3 separate regions of the Zea mays genome follow, and all the other regions are linked to region 1. Evidence: chromatin contacts called from public Hi-C data. All regions are on one chromosome and are shown on one strand. Each heading gives the region's core, a stretch centred on a gene start, on an enhancer-like site or on the middle of the called end of the contact. The rest is flanking DNA. Distances are from core to core; before and after follow the strand shown.

Region 1 (4,312 bases), core at 1,555-4,054:
ATATTGGGGTGCACAAAATATTGCTACCAAAGAACCCGAACCAACCAATCGAGTAACATGCACGCAATATTATCTTTATTTATTATAAGGCCTGTAAGCAGTAGCTAGCTCTTCTGACGTTCTGAGCAACGATTTGACAGGACATCATTAAAGCATCTTATTAGTCCAATATATACGTGCTTCACTTTCTGCCCGGAGAGAATTTCACTTTAGAAAGCAGCAACTTGATTTTCCTTTTATAATGGTACAGTTTTTATCATGTGACCTTCATACAATATTTCCCTATAATTGTTGGCATTGCACTAATAATACTGACAAAAAATACTGCCCTTAGGTGTATCATTCATTTATTCCATACATTATCATGAAACACGTCTGTTTAAAGGCTCTAGCTATCTGTGTTTTGGACCCAAATAATCTGTTTATGGTTTTCTATACGAAGAAGAATAACTTCCCACCGTAGCTATGTTCAGATTAGCAAGAGATAAATTCAGCCATTGAATTCGAAGTACAAACATCTAGTGTCCTTCAAACCAAACATACCAGCTAATAGACTAGACAAACTTTAGCTAGAGACTAAATTCTATTATCTCCTAAAACCCTAGCTAATGACATCTAATACTGGGTGATTGACCTATATATACCCATAACTTTTATTGGTGACCTTAAATCAAAAGAGTACTCATGTCGTTTTTTTAATCTTTTGTTTGTATTAGCTAGTTCATTATCTAAGCAACTAAACACTCCACTGCTAACTAACCTTTATCTAACTAATACTAGCTTTCAGCTAAAATTTAGCTGAGGTAAAATTAAACAGGGCCTAAATTGATGAACAGTAGGATTCAAGTCCTGGCAGATGGAATCATATGCACCCAAGACTTCACCACACTAATAATGATACTTTTATATTGAAGTAGAGAACTCTTGTTGTACTAGTAGGAGAGAAAACTGATCTTGGCTACCTCCATAAAATAGTGGATCTATATAAAACTGCTGGGTCGATTATCTTAGTCATAAAATGATTAATATTAATATCCTAGCACTCTCCCATAGTGCAATATTGTTTGGTGAAAACCTAAACGCCTGTATTTTTTTCCCCTTCTCCGGGGCAAAAGTCTTTAAAGAAAAGAAGGCCGGTAATAAGGATATCTAACCGGCACCACCAGAAATTTACCACTACCGTGATGATATGATATGTCTTGTCAAAGTACGACAAGTGGATCCGTAAGAGATCTCGTATAAGCACGAGATATTTCTCTACTTTCAACTGCATCCTCTGGTAGTAAAAACGCAAGCAGCAGGCCAGCCAGACCAAGATTCTGGCATCGTGCGGGCAAGGCCATGGCCAAGCAATGTCACTCCCCACCACAGCACTCTCAAGTTCCATCACACGGCCTATAGCTAAAGCCTATGTGAGAGAGAGGAGGAAGCCTCCAACCTTGGACAAAACCCTACACAAGCAAGCACCGCCCTCCCAATGCTTTACCCCAGCCTAGCTCTGACACCCCTGCACCCCATTTGCATGGACACGATTTGACCCTTCAGCAAGCTAAGAACACGCGCACACGCATGCACATGAATTCTTTCAGAGGCTCGCGTCTTTTGATACACACAACACATACGAGTACACACGGCAACAAAACCAGCGTGCAACGCGACGTAGCGTCCTGGATATTCGCCATTAAAAAAAAAACTTGTGCCGTGTAGAGATGGGGAGCGTGCGTGGGGTTTGTTTTATTTCCTTTCCTCACCGGAGTGCGTGGCGGTAGCCGCCGGCGAGCTTCCACCGCTGCAGAGGTCGCTGAGCTGCGCCTGAATGCTGCTCAGGAACGACGCGGCCTCGTCGAACGGCCGGGTCAGCTCCTCCTTGTAGCGCACCAGCACCCGGCAGTAAGCGTCCTGGAATCACAACACAAGCACGCAGGCGCGTCGGCGCGTGCGCAGCGCATGTAATAACAGACGATTAGGAACAAATAAATAAATCCGCTGGCCTGGAATCATGTATAATTATCCCTTTTTATTTTTATTTAGATAATAAGATAGATAGATAGATAGGGGTAGATATACACGACGCCGACCATGAATTCGTCGAGCTCAGGATCGACGCCGATCTCCCCGGCGCCGGCGTCGGGGCGCCTCTCCCGGCTGACCTCCTCCAGCAGCGACGTCACATGCGGATGCGCTCCCACCTTGAAAACAAGAAAGAAACCGCGCGGACGACGACACATCCACGTATATAACGCAAGAAATAAAAACATGGATCAAGATCCGTGCACGTAGCTAGACTTTTGGCACGCACCTTGCGGCACTCGATGTAGGCGGAGAGGAGGGACGGGTAGCGAGGGTGGCTGGCGATCTGCGCCTTCATGAGCTCCGTCAGATCCGACGGCGAGGGCCCGCCGGCGCCGGCGCCGGCGACGGACGCCTCGCTCGCCGCGCCTCCGACGACCCGCGAGATCCCCGGGTGGATGCTGTACAGATCCTCCATGGAGTGGAGCGGCAGAGCCAGCTCACCTGTACATCACGGCTGCTGCCGCTGTTTGCGCACAACTGGTATTCTAGTACGCCACTGTAGGGAGTGAATATGATCCTCGTGTTGTGCTGGGCTTCCAAGAAAGTGAGGGGGGCAGGAAGCCAGAGGCTTATGGGGGAATTTTTAGCAGCTGCTCGCACTGCAGACGGAGAAGCTGCAGGTGCTGCTGCAGCAGCAGCAGCAGGAAAAGCTTGTGATATCTGCAGGCGGATAGATGGAGCCAGGAGCTCCCACTCCTAGGGGGGAGAGAGAGAGGTTGGGGATGGGAAATGGACGGGGCACGGGGGTGGAGGTGGAGTATTCTACATACGTGGAAAATGTGAAGGTTGGGGGGAAGGGGGAGGTATTTGGCATCTTGACTGTTGTTTTACTGGATACACATTGGGAAGGTTTAATTGATTTGATTTCTTTATTAGCATGGTTGGACCCTTGTGTGTTCCGGGATTTGGAAGGATGCTCTCTAGAAGGACCGAGGTGATCATGTCTTAAATATAGTTTTCCTCCCTACGTTATCTCCAGTGACAGACAATTCTGTTGCAACTCATTACCATTATTAATACTTCCAGTCATAATTCTGTATTAAAATAACAAAACACGCTGTATCTCATATTAGAGTGTTGGGTTATTCTAACTAAAATTTAGTCCGTGTAACATTTAATATTTTTTAAATATCTATTACGAGTATTAAATATAGACTTCATTAGGTTTAATAAATTTGTCTTATCGTTTAGTCTTTATCTTAGTTTTATAATTAGACTATATTTAATGCTCATAATTTTTATTCAAATATCTAATGTGACATGGACTAAACTTTAGTTCGTGGAACCTAGAGATGACAATTGGTACCTAAAAACCCTATACTGATGGATAAGAATCTTTACCTATCGGATTGACGGGTATAGGTACGAGTTTACGAGTTGATATTACCCATATCCGTGTACCCATGAATAAAATATACCCGCTTTATATAACTATAACCATCTAATAAACCTCATCTTAGTCGAAAGAAAATCTTTCTCTAGCTACCTTTCATTTGTTTAACTATCAAATTATGCAGTTATTTAGTTTGTTATATTTTTTTATAAATAATGATATGAGATGGTACTATCCGATATATCCCGTTGCCATCTCCACTTGAACCAAACAATCTAGACCCCTAGATGGATATCTTGTTTTCGTAGAATAATTGAGCCGGGAGCCCACCACGGGCTCCCTATTTGTATTGAGAATTATTACATAGCGCCAAGGGTAAACATATAAAGAGAAAGCCAATTTGTCGCCCGACACTAGTATAGAGAAGCTCTATAGTGGTGGTTCTAGAGCTATTTGAACTGGCGTTTTTCAGTGACTTCAGTGCTAGGGGCCAGTAGAAATCGGCATTTTCACTGGCGGGTTTCTTAAACAACCCGCCAACATTTTCACTGGCAGTGCTCAGGAATTGTATGGGAGAAGCGAATTATCCACACTCACCATAGGTATGCTGGCATGTTATGTTGCATTGTATACATTGTCTTCATTACGATCTAGTAAATATTTTTCTTAGTTTATTTGTTTGTGTACAGGGAGATATTATCTAGTGGATGTTGGTTACTCAATTCGTGAAGGTTACTTGCCACCATATCGAAATTAGAGATATCACTTAGAAGATTTTAATCGAAGAGGAGCAGAGAAACTATGCAGGAAAAGTTCAATTTCCACCACTCGAGTCTGCGAAATGTAGTTGAACGGGCTTTTGGACTTTGTCAAATCAAGGTGGTATGTGCTACGAGGAGTCCCAAT
Region 2 (4,437 bases), core at 426-2,925, 730 kb after region 1:
GCAGGTCGTTCACCTTCCTGCCGCCGTTGGTGCCCCCGAAGACGAGCATCCGGTGGCCCACCAGCGCGGCGCCGTGGCTGTCCCGCGTGCCCGGGCACTGCCCCGTCGTGGCCACAAGGCTCCACGCCATGGTCTCCACGTTCAGCTTCAGCACGTCGCCGAAGTGCAGGCCGCCGCAGCATCCCTGGGGTTCATGGCATGGTAAGTGGAGCTGTGTGTCGCGTACTGGTAGTTCCATGGATCGTGAGGTTGCTGGCATTTAACATTTCCACCACTGACCACACCACCATCACAGCAGCATACCAATCAGCGGGGAAGCTTAAACGCGGGACGGACTGGTCCAACCCTCCCAAGCGACGGGGGAAAGAGAAAGAGAAACGAAACCAGAGCGAAAAAAAAAAGGTCTCTTGTTCCTCCTTTTTCCCCCATCCGCTCGTCCCACTCCTGATGCAGTACATTTGCCGCTAAACCATTGAGAATCTCAGCTCGAACCAACAAGTGGTTGGGGACAAGATGTGGTGTGAGGATGAGGTGAGGCCTCAAGATTGTAGGTAGCAGCAAACTGGACTGCAGGTGGGGCGGCCGTGACGAACAAACTGTACAGCAATAATTCAACGAAAGGCGAAGCTGCTTTTGCTTTGCTACCGCTGCTACTTTTTTTTCATTGTGGAGGGAATATTACCGCATGGACCAAGGACTCCCCCTCACTTTTGGTGAAAGCTGCGGAACATTTTGATTGTTGGCTTCCTGCATCAGTGGGAGGAGGAGCAACGGGACAAAATACAGCTCCCAGACCCAGAGGATGAAGAACAACACCGGAAAAGATACAACTTTTTCCTCCGAAAGACTCTGCCCTGAATCATTCAGCCGCGACAGGGGGGGGGGGGGGGGTCGGAGCTCACGCCACCACCAGCATGCGTCTTCCTCCTGACGAACTAGGAGATGCAAGACCCGGCAGACTCTGAATACGTTCGCAGCTTATACCAGTATTAATAAGTTTCCTCCCATATTATATTGTGCTATATAGCTCTACTAGGGTATGAATCGATCAAATTAAAAAAAAGATGCGAAATTTGTACAAGAATTCAGAGCAAAAACGTGGTTGGAGAAGACGGGATCAAGAAGAGGACGAAAAACTGAACCGCCGGTTGATCACGATATACGTACCCCGAAGACGTAGACGAAGCCTTCGAAGAAGCAGGCGGAGTGGCCCCACCTCTCCGGCGGGTTGAAGCCGACGACCTTGGGGTACAGCCACATTGCCTTCCTCCGCCGCTCCATGTCTCGGTTGCTTCTACTGCGTCGTCGGTCCGCCCTCGCTAAATCTAGTTTTTTTTCTCTCTGATGAAACAAAAGAGGAAGAGGGAGGAAGCAGGGTGGTGAAGAAGACTGGAGAGAGGCGAGGGAGACAGCAAGCGGCAAAGGAAAGATATGCAGCGAGGAGGAGAGAGAGAGACGGAGCGAGCGAGCGAGCCGGCGTTTTCTTCACAAGCTGTCACACCAGCCGTCTCTGTTGCTGATGAGATTTGCCACGAAGGAGCTAGTGAGGCATCACACATCAATCAATCAATCAATCGGTTTCTCACTCATCACTCGCGAGATGGACATGGGCATGAAAAGATAGGGCCTCTCAACTCATGTCCAAGGTTCTCGCTGCAGTCGCGGCGGGTCGCCCGCCCAACCCCAGCTATCTAATTTCTGGGATTCTGGCGACCGACACACACACAGCTGTGTAGGTGTAGCTGCTGCTGCGTGGAGGGGACGGAGGCGAGGGGACAGGAGTGACCTCGCGATGCAAAGGCGCCCCCTGCTCTGCTATGCTATCCTATCTCTCTGATTCTCTGTGGGGTGGGGTCACCATGAACTCGACCGGTACATGTTTTCGCACGCAGAGCCGAGGCAGCATCTACTGCCTACTGCTCCTATAAAAATACAGAAGAGGCCGGACTGCACTGGATGGTGTGTGGGCTTATGGGGAAACGTGTGTATGGGAATGTGTGAGGGAGTTTAATAAGTTTATTTTATTTGTCACCAAACTTTTTATACATAATATTTATATTTATGGTTTTCAATTAATTTATTATAAAAATATATTTCCTAACTAACTTAACAACATTTATTTAATATTAAAATATAAGCACTTTTTATGTACAGTTATTTAACTTTATTATACTAAAATATGAGACTAGACTAGAATTTAAATTAATTGAGTATTTATCCACCTACAGTACAAACATTCGACACTAACGGACTGCGGACAGATCAGGAGCGATGCCTGGAATAGAGATGAATTCTAAACATAGACAAATTTAATAATTTAAAATAGATGTATATAGAATTTGTTGTTATTCTTTAGTTATATTGTTAAGCACATTATTTAAAAGAAGGAATAAATTTTGTATATTTTTTTGTGCACCATTTGTTTTCTACGACGAAAAAGTAAAAAAAAAAACATATGAATCTATATTTGGATTTGAATTTTATATCTATCATTTCAAAAGGTATAGGACAAATTTAAATTTTACTTTTTTAAAAAATCTTAATAAGCTCAATGCATATAACGATAGGAGACAACTATAGGGATGTAATTGGATCGAATACGGTCGGATATCACTGAAACCATATTTGTTTTTATATTTTTAATCGGATTCGAATTCGAATACGGATAGCTTCGGATACGAATACTAATGTTCTCGGATACAAATACGGATAGATGTGTGTCGAATACGGAACTAGTCAGACACAGATATTGCCTTGGTTATAATCATGTTTCCACTCCTTGGGTCCAAACATTTTTTGCGCTATATGTGTACATATGTCGCGTTTTTTAAAAAATTCATGAATTTTTCAGTTGTGTGCGCATTATTAATTTATTTTGCATAAAACCATCAAAATGCAAATAAGTTACCAAGACTAATAAACATTCTATAAGAATATAACCTCAAGTCTCCATATGAAAATGATAAAGTGAAGTATTGATTATATTGAAACTTGGATACTTAGAGTGATTTCACGTGTCATTCACGCAACAAGTGAAAATGAAATGAAAGAAACACTAGCATATTGTGAATTTTATGGTCTAAATTTTTGGAGGATTATATGTGGACATATGCTATGCCTCCATAAAATTTTATGAATTTCTGAGGCTGTTTGTGTATTATTAATTCCTTTATACAAAAAATCAACAAAATGCACACAACTATCCGGATTAGATATCTGGATATCCTAGAAGATATCCAGATATTCGATATCCAACGGATAACAGATATATTGTAATCGAATTCGATATCCAAACATAATATCTGTATTCGTATCTGTTATCTAAAAATTCCATCCGAACCAATGTCCACTATCTTCGAATTCGGATCCGGACAAATATTTTCCGAACCATATTACATCCCTAGACAACTACTTTCAATCTCTCTATATATACGACAGATAGATTATATGAGACAAGAAAAGTCAATAGTGAAATTTTAATTAAAGAACACACTCATTAAAAATATAAGTTTTACGTATAATATATAGAAAACATAAAACCCATACCATAAACTATAATTGGGATCAATTAAGAAGCTTTTAGGGTGTTTGGTTTGAGTAATGAAGTAGTCCATTATCTTCTCACTCCTCACTTTTTTGTTTGGTTTGTGGAATGGAATGAGTTAATCCATCACCACCTCATTCCTCATAGTTAGTTATTTAGTACTAATATGTGGAATGAAGTCATCCCACCAAAGTTGAGGAATGGACCCATGATGCACCATTTTATTTTGGATAGGGTGATTCCTCAAACCAAACACATCATTTATGCCCGACTTGCTGCATAAAAAACTAAATTAGAAGCTTTTCATAAAAAACGAGTTGTTCTAGCAAGATTTGTAATATGAGTACCTTTACGCTTTGCCTAGATGTAAGGGGCCATTTTGGGATTCCATTTCTTAATACCATGACCAAAATGAACTCTCGCTTCTATCATCTCTTTCAAATTGATGTTCCAATATCTTCTTGTCATTTTTCCACACTTCCTTTTTCTTTTTTTTCTTTTTTCGTGTTACCATTACGGAACAACTCAACCAAATATTCTATCTAGTCATCTATCCTCAAAACTTTGTAATGTATGCAATTTAGTAGCTTCATTGGATTTGTTATCATACCCAAAACGTTGTTCAACATATTTACAGCAAATAAAGCCAACGTACTTAAGCTTAAGTACGTCGACTGTACATGAGAGGAGCATAGCTAAATTTAAGTACATCGGTTATACGGGTTCTCAACAAACTTAGATTTGAGTATGTCGCCCATACGGACTTAAATATAAGTATGTTGGTTGGAGGCCGATGTGTTTAACTTTTTGGAGAGTATAGTCACCTTTAGGGGGTTAATAGGCGAAACTTGAAAATTAATACTTTCAAAATAATTTTAGATCCTGGTTAGCGG
Region 3 (4,655 bases), core at 1,731-4,230, 990 kb after region 1:
TTAGCAATTGATCTCCCCCTCCGAAGAGCAAAGCCCCAGGCTCATACCCCATGGTTTTGCCTTTACTTTCTATCTCTGGAGCTTCTTTGTCATCAAGTTCACTGCCACCAAGATGCCTCACGAAAAAGCCAATCTCATCTACCTCTTCACATGTAGTTTGAGTAGGCCTGGCTGCGTCTTTTCCTAGCAAAAGGTTCAAATCCTTCAGCTCTTTTCCCACTCTTTCATGACCCGAAGACCCGCCACCTTCAGCAGTCTTCTTTCCGTTGTCTTAATCGGAAGGTGATGAACCTCCAAAGGCAGCATCTCCAAGACCCAAAATATGTGGGCTCTCTACTTCTTCCTCAGATGGAATTTCTTTACCCTTCGAAGGGTGGCCTTCTTCTTCAGCCCCCTTCATGGTTGACACAAACCGAGTTAGTGTAGGTCTTAAGGGACTTAAAGGGGAGAATGATGATAGTTGTGCCATTACCTCAAGAATTCGTGTACAACCCATAGAAGAGGTGGTTGTAGTACTCCCTTTCCCTTGCAATTGTGCAACGATATTTTTTTTGAAGAAGTCTTGGCTTTCTTCTTTTTGGGGCCCAAAGATAGCTCTTCGTCGCCCTCTGACTCATCATCCTTTGTAGCAGCATCTGTAGTCTTCTTTGGAGCTTTCCCGACACCTTTAGCAACCCTTTTCCTTTTCCCCAGTTTCATTGTTAATAACTGGATCTTCATAGTCTGGGTACTCAAAACCTATGACATTCATGACTCTATTAAGCCAAAGCTTCCCCGGCTTCTGAAGATAGAGGACATATCTTCGTGCTCTCTGGTAAGATAATTTCCACAGATCTCATTGCACTTTTCCTCTATCAACCTAAACCATCCAGCCGAAGGAGCTTTGTACGAAGATTGTTCCATAAAACTGAAAGCTAGAGTAACAAGTTCTTCATTTTTTACTTCACCTCCTTCGGTAGTTTCCACCCGGTCCAAGTCGAATAAATTTTATAGGAAAGTGCCTCTTAAATCAAATCTCGAGACCCAATCTTCTTAATAATTGTATCAAAGGCTTTGTAACACTCTTTAGCAGCGTCACTTAGTTTGCACTTCAGCCGATTCAGACCGAAGCTAATCCTTAAAGGACCCATAGGCACTCCTTTGAAGTCATCGCGTTGTTCAGAGTCAACTTCGACATAAAACCACTCTTTTGTCCATTCCCCATGCCACTTGGTTCGATATGCAAGGACCAGCCCAGTTGTATCTTTGGACTTTGTTTGATAGTGCAAATCAAGCACCATGTAGAAAGCATCAGCATTTGTGCAACCCAAATGAAAATGCTAAGGCGGACTATGGCATTCGGAGTCAATTGATGCACGTATGCATCATAACGTTGCAGTATCTTCTCGATCATCTTGTACATCGGAAGTCGAAGTCCTGCCTTGAAAAAGTTCTTGTATACAACAACTTCGTCTTTTCCCAACATTTGGGTCACTTCATTCCCAAGGAGACGCACATTGACTTTACTGCTAAAATAACCAAGATTCTTCATAGATTGTAGGTCCTTCTCCTTAAATCCTAAACCCCAATTTCATTATAGTTTGGCTTCAAAGGTCTGTCCTTGGGTAGCTTCGGAACAAGCCTTGACGAGAACGGAGCCCTCATAGCTTCAGAGATGGGCATGGTATCTTGTCGTGCCTCTGAAGAGGTAGGTGTGATCAGTTTTGTGGTCGTCCAAATCCTAGCCATTTGGGTGGACTAGAGATTGTCTAGATGACTTCGTTGAAGCCAGCTTCCGAAACAGCGATGGATGGAAGCTTCGGAGTCACACCAGGTAGTTGAGGGTAGTAAATGTGATCCACACCCACCTGCTCGACTGTTTTTATATTGAGAAATGGACACGAAGCGGTGCAAGTCGCCAAAAAACTTTTCTGAGCATCACTCTCAGCTTCTCCTCGCCGATTTAACTTCCAGATCAATTATTTTTATTGAATCGGTCTATCTTCTCCATAACGAGCTTCAGGAAGGTGTTTTTCGGACCTTCGCCACAAGACCTCTCAATTCTATTTTTTTGCGATCTAAGCTCGTTACGAAAAAATAAACTCATTCCATAAGGGACTACTGTTGGGGGCCTACCTTTGCCGAAGGTCCTCAGGTAACCTTTGTTTCGAAGTGAACAAATGATTTTCAGGTATACAACTAACATCAGACAAAGCTAAGCCTCGTCCGAAGAGCTATCAACAATAGCCAAAGCAGCGTAAGGGAAAAAACTTTGCTCAACACACACGATAAAAAAGGATAAAACTCGAGGCCACAAGCTTCAGCACGGAGAAGCTTTCACGCGACGAAGGTCAAGACCTGCGCAATGGAGGAAGGAGAAAATACAATGGTGTCCTGATGTCATTTGTAAATAATGTGTAAAACCTTGAGTGACATGATTGTAATCTTGTGCGAAGGCAGTTTCTCTTCCCTGTAAATAGATGAATAGTGCCATGTATAAAGTACTTTTTTGAGGGTCGTAGCTTCGTATCACGTAGCATTTGAAGAAATTTCGTGCCACCTTATGTTAAAGAGCCAAATGTATGCTTGTAAACTCATTTAATATAAAGGAAGATAGAATAAAAATGTTAAGGCACATCAGATAAGTTCAATACAATGCTTTACATATTTTTTTCATATCGTTTCATTTACACTTCCTTTTAAAAACCTTGATCCTTTGCGCCAACAATTGAAAAAAAGTGTTAAATCAAAGGACAAAGGTTTAAGTATTTAACTTGTGTTGACTTGATTTTTAATACCTTCAGGAGATTGAAATCAAATACCAACCGTACTAGTTGTAATTGAGGGAGCAATAAATACGAGATGAAGGCATCAAAAATCAAGCCAAAACCAGAAGTTCATTGTTACGGCTCATGGACCCGGTTCAGACAATCGTCGCGGCGTAGGGCGGGCGGGGTGCGTGGGTAGATGGGCAGTGCATCGCTCGCCCGCCTACTGGCTACTCCTCACCGGCCCCATTCCTCCACCCGCCACTATAAATCTCTCTGCTTCCGACCAGCCTTGCTTCGCCCGTTCCAGCGACGCACTACTGCGGCGAAATCCCGCTCCCGCGTTCCCCATCCTCCGGCCGCCTCGCTTCGGCCTCCCTCCGGAAGGTTCGCAGCTTCAACACCCCCAGCTTGCAAACTCTCCCGCTGCCTCTGCTGCCGCTCTCGCTCTCTGCGGCATTAAGCCGAACGCTCGGCGGCCCGGATCGCGGACCGCGGATCTGAGGATCCGCGTGCGCCGCTGGCGGCGTGATCGCGTCTGGACCTTGCGCCTCGCGTGTGATTCAGTGTGTTCGGGTGGGAATGGGGGCCTGCATGCCGCTTGTGATCTGAATTTGGCCGGGAATGATCCTATAGCGCGAGTTTAGTCGGATTGCTGCCCGGTGGTGAGAGAGGGGTCATGGGGCTTTGTTGGATACCGGTTATTTGGACTTTCCAGTGCGGTTTTTGTAGGGATCTGACGGGATCTAGCGGTCTTGTAGTGTTGGGTTTGGTGGCTTTGGCAGCGACAATTAGCGAGGGTTTAAACTTTTCGTGTTCAGGAAGTTAACTTCGATATTCATTCTGGCTTAATCCGTTGTTAATGATCGTTTACTCGTTCGATAGTGTTGTCCATGATCTCGTGGAGTCGTGGCCCGTGGGAATGGTAACATTATCAATACTGGGGATTTGAATTCAATGACTCGTATGTTATTAGAAAAAAGAAGAGATTTGGAGAGCAGGAATAGTTACCTTACAAATATAGGACCATGATGCTAGAGAAACAAAGAGGTTTGGACGACTTGGATGTTGTACATATAGTTTGCTCGATTTTGTCATTAAAGAATGATGATGGAAGTAGTTGGGCAATGATGCCAATGCAATGTGCTGGTCTGTTGTACTTGGGATATAATTTTCTGCTTCCATTTTTTGCTCATTTATGGTATACTTTTGGATGTTGAGCTGTATTCTGTGTGTTGTACTTGAGACCCGATTTTCTGCTTTGATTTTCAGTTCTTTATTGTATGTTTCTGAATATTGAGCAGTATTCTGTGGGTTGTTGAGCTTCTTGTTTTATTTAGTGTACATTGGATTTTGGAAGACAAGCTCACTCCTTGGTCTGAGTGTCCTGTTTATACTTTTGCATTTTTTGATGTGGTCATATTATAATATGATTTAATACACCTTGCATTAGTCTTTATAGTTTAGGACTGTAAATTCATTTTTTTGTGTCTGCTATAAATTTGTCTGTAATTCTTTGTTTGAGATCATTGGAAAAGATTCCTTATGTACCTGGTTATGAGAAGTATAATTAGCTATACTGCATGATTGATTATTGGAAAATAATTCAAAGAAATTAATGTACGTTAGCTATAGAGCTTTCAGTTGTTGTATTTTCTTGCATTTGAGATTCATCTTGTAGTTGTTCATTGCAATGGGATGGATGCATGATTATCCACTATTAGTTTGGTTCTGGACTCTGGTAGCTCACTAGAAATATGTGCATGGACTGTTGGAAGTAATATTAATTACGATTTTGTATTGTATTGTCTCTGCCCACTAACTTTTCTGTTTACCATATTATATAATTATTTATTTTTACAGGTGTCTTAAATCATGGCGACTGGCCAACTTTTCTCAAAAACTACC

What was found. A called contact is a pair of places that touch in the nucleus more often than the background predicts.
Region 2: a Hi-C map of ear shows a contact between it and region 1, with 3 times the contacts expected there. The contact joins the promoter of LOC100281462 here to the promoter of LOC542487 in region 1. A contact is called at or near these places in 2 of 25 Hi-C or Micro-C datasets (ear and tassel).
Region 3: a Hi-C map of tassel shows a contact between it and region 1, with 5 times the contacts expected there. The contact joins the promoter of LOC100381760 here to the promoter of LOC542487 in region 1. A contact is called at or near these places in 2 of 25 Hi-C or Micro-C datasets (ear and tassel).

Annotation. Positions count from the first base shown.
Region 1 is chr3:54,365,672-54,369,983 of Zm-B73-REFERENCE-NAM-5.0, reverse strand. It overlaps LOC542487 (liguleless 3), which reads right to left and starts at 2,804. Exons shown (of 5, transcript NM_001112038.1): 1 at 2,300-2,804; 2 at 2,079-2,189; 3 at 1,752-1,899. The coding sequence starts at 2,488.
Region 2 is chr3:53,632,362-53,636,798 of Zm-B73-REFERENCE-NAM-5.0, reverse strand. LOC100281462 reads right to left here and starts at 1,675. Exons shown (of 9, transcript NM_001154380.2): 1 at 1,168-1,675; 2 at 1-184. The coding sequence starts at 1,281.
Region 3 is chr3:53,376,522-53,381,176 of Zm-B73-REFERENCE-NAM-5.0, reverse strand. It overlaps LOC100381760, which reads left to right and starts at 2,980. Exons shown (of 17, transcript NM_001361542.1): 1 at 2,980-3,134; 2 at 4,611-4,655. The coding sequence starts at 4,623.